Linked DNA regions of Sus scrofa: region 2 is linked to region 1. Evidence: chromatin contacts called from public HiChIP or PLAC-seq data. All regions are on one chromosome and are shown on one strand. Each heading gives the region's core, a stretch centred on a gene start, on an enhancer-like site or on the middle of the called end of the contact. The rest is flanking DNA. Distances are from core to core; before and after follow the strand shown.

The links. HiChIP or PLAC-seq counts read pairs in DNA pulled down with a chosen protein or histone mark.
Region 2: a contact with region 1 is called in an H3K27ac HiChIP or PLAC-seq map of alveolar macrophages. The contact joins two enhancer-like sites. A contact is called at or near these places in 1 of 47 Hi-C or Micro-C datasets (epiblast stem cells) and 1 of 2 datasets of contacts at active chromatin or transcription factors (alveolar macrophages).

Annotation. Positions count from the first base shown.
Region 1 is chr13:83,753,681-83,756,380 of Sscrofa11.1, reverse strand. U2SURP (U2 snRNP-associated SURP motif-containing protein) reads right to left here. Exons shown (of 28, transcript XM_013982108.2): 27 at 1,898-2,074; 28 at 1-771. The coding sequence ends at 633. Among named protein-coding and RNA genes, the nearest start is that of U2SURP, 51 kb to the right of the region's middle. Within about 2 kb of position 1,255, at least 2 of the 83 cell types and tissues checked have an H3K27ac peak or open chromatin away from gene starts, as enhancers often do. A contact at or near this core is called in alveolar macrophages, where this site is marked.
Region 2 is chr13:84,020,113-84,022,910 of Sscrofa11.1, reverse strand. All of the region lies in intron 17 of SLC9A9 (sodium/hydrogen exchanger 9), which reads left to right. Among named protein-coding and RNA genes, the nearest start is that of CHST2, 200 kb to the right of the region's middle. Within about 2 kb of position 1,285, at least 8 of the 83 cell types and tissues checked have an H3K27ac peak or open chromatin away from gene starts, as enhancers often do. A contact at or near this core is called in alveolar macrophages, where this site is marked.

The DNA of each region.
Region 1 (2,700 bases), core at 6-2,505:
CTCTGCATACTAGTATTACCCAAGGGAACCTTATCAAAGAAACTGGTTGGCAAATCTACCAAATAAGAGTCTCAGGTCCCTAGATTTTGATAGTCACCTTAGTAAATACAAAACTTCAGCTACTTGAACAACAGGGCTTGTAAAGTGCATTAGTTATAAGAAACACAAGAGAAGTGCTAAACTCACTTAGTAGGACTTGATGTCATCAATAGGGCAAAAAAACAACATTATAGTTTTCTATTCAGATTTTATTTGAAATCTAATTCAAATTGTCAAAGCTACAAAAGGGGGAAGACATCCGTATTATTTTTTTTGCTAAGTCACAACATCCTAAAACAAAATACCACTACTGCCAGCAGATCCATTATACACATTTCTGATGAAATTCATTAGCACAATAAAAATTTCATCTTGAGAAACAGCCACAACGGAAGTAATTTATACAATATAAAACAACGACAGATCTACAGATGCAGTTACTTATGAGTTTACACATGCATTCACAAACAAATAAAAACCCCAGGAATGCTCTTTCATTAGATTTTTTGTTTTTTGTTTTTTTAAAAAACAGACTGTTCAGGCACAAAACAAAATCGCATTTTCAATAAATGACAGCATCTTAAAAATTTATGTCAGTGTTTGTTTTTCTTTGACTTTTTATGAGACCTGTGTGGAGATCGGGACTGGGATCTGGATTTCTTCCCTGATTTTTTAGGGGATCTAGACCGTGATCGCCTAGACCTTTTAGGTGTCCTTGAACCAGATGGTGATCTGAGGAAACAAATAAAAACAATTTAACCAAAGTAATCATGTGATCAAGACTGACTATCCTTATCTAAAATGATCTTTATTAGAGCACATGAAAGTCACTTAAATGATAAAAAAGCTGTAACTTTCCAAATTTATACTTTGCCTACTGTATACACACACACACACACACACACACACACACACACACACACACACACACTTTGTACTACTATAAACTGCATCAATGATATCAGTAGTGTGTGTGCTTAGAAAGAGACTCCTGAGCTTTACCACTGTTCTACTGAATCAAAATCTTGAGAGGCAGGGGCTGGGAATTTGCACTTTAACAAGCTCCTGAGATTATATGAGCCAAAATTCAAAAATGGCATTTAAGATCATTTACAAAATTTTAAAAACAGAGAAGCTTTGCAGCCTATCTTCTTGAGAGGAAAAGCGCCAACTATTTAAGGGAATCACTTAAGACAGCATAACTTTGTAAGTGCTGTTCACAAAAATTACAAAACAAATAATTACGCAAGTACCATTTAGAAAACGAGTTATCTGTTGCAAAAAGGTTTCATTAAAAATGATTACACAATACAAACGTTTTAGGATTAAAAAGCAGTTTTAGCTCTCAGGAAAATTCCTCCATGTAACACCATTTAATAAAACATTTTTGAACTGTCTTTCTGGAACTCAGAGGAGAAAGGTAGACAACACACTAAGTTACACACTGAAGAAATGGTATTTATGTCCAAGTCTCTACCCAAGAACTTGCTAGTAAGATTACTGCTGGGTGGGGAAGGAGGATGTATTTTTCTTTCAACTTTGACAAAAATCAAAGAATATTCTATAGAAACTACAGAGCAGAAAGAAAAGTAAAGCAGCTATCCCTTTTCCACAGGAAACTGGATATGAAATTTAATAAAATTGGCTGGTCTTCACTTTTTGGAAGCTTTCTTGTACCTTCAGTCATGAGGGGACTGGGGTGGGGGGATGGGAAGGACCAAATCTAAAATGAAAGTATGTCCCTTGGGTTTTCTAAAATCCTTGAAAAAAATGGCTGCCAACCAAATTATTTTCAAAAGCTGGTGGAATGACAAGGAAACTGGCATTTGAAATATTACAAAAAATGACTTGTGTTTACCTTTTGGCCTTTTTGCTAACATCTCTAGGAGAATCTTTGTGAGATGACCTGGACCGTGAGCTCTCTTTATGAGATCTTTCTGAACGCTCTGATCGCTCCGATTTTGGTGATGGGGATTTCACTCGTCTACCACTGCTACTGCGAGATGGGCTAGGGGACGTACTGTGTCGCCTTTTCCTATGGAACAAAGCCCCCAAACATTCCATAAGTGAGCAAAGGATCAGGTATTCATTCTCCTTCTACTAAATTAGCTTTTAATTCCTAGTAGTTTACACTAAACTTTTTTTCAGCTAACTTTATTATTTTCCAAAAACATTCCAAGCCCCTTACAACAAGAAAAAAGTCTTAAAGATAGACAGGTTCATCTAAACAAAAACTAAATTCAACTAAGTTGGATTTTCTCCTCCTAAGAGAGATTACTGGAACAATGGACAAAATTTCATCTAGGTCTCTGATTAGGTAATAGTTTTTTAAAATGTTAATTTCTTACTGTTGAAACTTTTTTTGTTTTTATCTTGAAACTTTTATTGTGGTTGAGTATGAAAATGGGGCATCATGTAGGCAAGCTACTCTTAAATGGTTAGGAGATAGAAGGGAAAGGCAGGGGAAGAAGAAAATAAAGCAAAAGGAGAAACATTTTAACATTCGAGGAAGATGGGTGAAAGACATCTGGGAATTCTTTGGAAGGGGAGGGTGCCCACAGCATGCAGAAGTTCCTGGGCCAGGGATCAAACCCGCACCACAGCTGTAACCAAAGCCACAGCAGTGACAATGCCAGATCCTTAAACCACTGAGCCATGAAG
Region 2 (2,798 bases), core at 36-2,535, 270 kb before region 1:
GAAAAAAAAAAAGAGTCAGATGACATCAACCAAAAGGTCAAGCTTCCTCCATTATCCTCCTGAAAGCCAGAGGCCAGGAACTCTTCCAAGAAGTCTGTGGAAAGGCTAAGAAGCTTCCCTTTTTGACAAGCTGAGGTGAGGGAGATGACCCACCAAGGGCAGAACAGGGTCCCTAACTTGGGATCCAGGGCCTAAAGCATCATCCAGATAATGTGTGGATGTTCACCTGTCAGGAGAGACTCCATGACATCATCAGATGCTCAAAGGGCCTGTTACCTAAGCAAGTCTAAGAACTACTGCTCCAGAGTGAGCAGAATCTTCTTAATGAGCTAATAATCAGAATCAAGAACCATTGAAGTTTTAAATATTCATAAGTTACAAGAAGGAACATACTTCAGAGCAATGGATGTATGATTTCAACTGACTCTTTGGGCCTTAGTTATTATGATTAAAGTGAGGGAAAATGTCCTAGAACGTAACTGACACACAGACCGCAGTGCCCATAGCAGACCCCTGGGTCTCACTTGGAACAGAGAATAAGAACTTGAAGCTCCGGAATGAAGGGCAGCCAGTCAGTAGGTAGCCAGTGGTATCCATGACGGTGAATGGGCCAAGTGAAGCTAACCCTGGGAGAAATGCCTTCTGAAACATGAAGGACTTCTTGTGGCCAGATAGACCCAGGAGGGTCAGAGGGTTCCTGGGCACAAAGGGAAGGCCTCAGTGAATTCCACCAACTTCCCTCTCTTCCCACGCGTATCCGTTACCACTCTGACAAAGCTACTATGATTAAAGAGCAGTGGAGGTCATATGTAAACTGAGCTTCCAGGCAAAAGTAAGGGGAGCTTCCTGTCTCATTACCCAAAAGGTCTCTTGTTGATCTATAGTAACCTTCTTGTATTCATTTCCTAAGGTTGTTGTAACAAAGTACCACAAACTGAGTGGCTTAAAACAACAGAAATTTATTCCCTTACAGTTCTGAAGACCAGATGTTTGAAATTAATGAGTCAGCAGGGCCAGGCTCCCTCCAGAAGCTTCTGGGAGGAATCCTTCCTTGCTCTTCTAGCTTCTGGTGGTTGCTGTCAGGCGATCTTTGGCTTTCCTTGGTTTGTAGACGCCTCACTCCAATCTCTGCCTCCATCCTCACATCCTCTTCTCCCCATGTCTCTATGTACAAATTTCCCTTTTCTTATAAAGGCATCAGTCATTGAATGTAAGGCCCACCCTGATCCAGTGTGACCTCACCTTAACTTGATTACCCCGGCAAATGCCCTGTTTCCAAATAAGGTCAGATTCACTGACCCTCAGGGTTAGAACTTGAATATGCAGTATGGGGGGATACATTTCAGCCACAACAATTCACATGTAGAAACTTCCTCTTCTTTTGGAGAAGAGTCTGAAACATGTAAGATAAATGGAATGTGAGATAGAGACTTTTGACTCTGTATATAGAGCCATGATTTCCTATGCTTCAAATCTATTATTATCATGTAAAAAAAATTACATTTTGTCAAATTTTATTTTGCTAAGTAAAAGCATTAAAATAATAAAACAACATCTACCACGCCAGAAAAAAAAAAAAAAAAAGGAAGAAACTTCTTCTAAATGGGAGCTTGTTGTCATTGGAGGAGACAGGCAGTATATAGCAACTGCTATTCACCAGGCCAGTCTCAGGCACTGAGGATACCATAGTGAATAAGACGGATAAGGAGCCTGCCCTCATGGAGCTCTGAGTGCAGTGGAGAGAGACAAAGTGTGAACAAGCAGACAAGCAAAATAATTTCAGAGAGTAGTAAGAAGTGTCACCCCAGCAGCTCCAAAGTGGCCATCCAGGTGGCAGAGAACTGAGGGGACCTTCAGTGACAGACACCTTGTGTATGTGGGCATACTGTAGCAGAGACCTTGAAGCAGTGGTGCTAATGAATGATACCAACCCACAGAATGTGGGTAGATGAATTAGCTAATGTTTGTCAAGTGGCTTGAAGATCAGAGCTCTACCTAGTTGAAAAGCTTTTTACTGCTGTTCCCAAGAAGTCAATCCCCTTAGAAAAAGAGGCCGCCTCCCAGGGCAGTGGCCACTCTCCATCTGATGGGATAATATCTTCACCATGTTTTCATCTGTCAGGAGAGAGAGAAGAAGAAAAAAAGGGTTTGTTTAATTAGCAGGCAATGTTTTTCTGGAAACAGCTTCTGTGAATTAGCAAAGAGGCTGCAACTCCCAGTGTATTATTATCATTTGTCTTTCCCCCCAGCTGACATTTACAGTCTGTCGCAAGTCACAAATTCCTAAAGGATAAATGTGCTGGGGGGAAGGCTAGGTGGTGAGACTGACAAGCCACTAAGGACTCCTGTTGCAATTCAAATTTAAGATCTTGTAAGAAACATCTGCAAGATCATCGGGGCAAAATGGTAGCAGAGAGAGTGGAAGCCTGGAGGGACTAAGGAGTAAATGCCTTCCTATTTTGTGTTTCTATTTCCCTGACTTTGAAGTGGGCTGATAGTCCTTGCCTGTCCCTTTGCTTCCCTGTCATATTATTTGGGTTGGTCCTGTCACCTGTGTGCACTGTTTATACCATGTTCTCAGGCAGGCAACAGAAACAGGTATCACGGGCTAAGTAAAGACCAGGAATGCCAAGAGAGACTCCACCCTGTGTCAGGGAGGAGTGGTGGGAACTCTGGCAAGTCCAAGGTTCGTGCCCCATAAAGGGCAGCCATTTGTGACTGATGGGTTGTTTTGGTTTATGTGGTCCAGTGTATGCTTCTAGATGGTTGACTATTAACATTTACTGGCTAATTGTCAG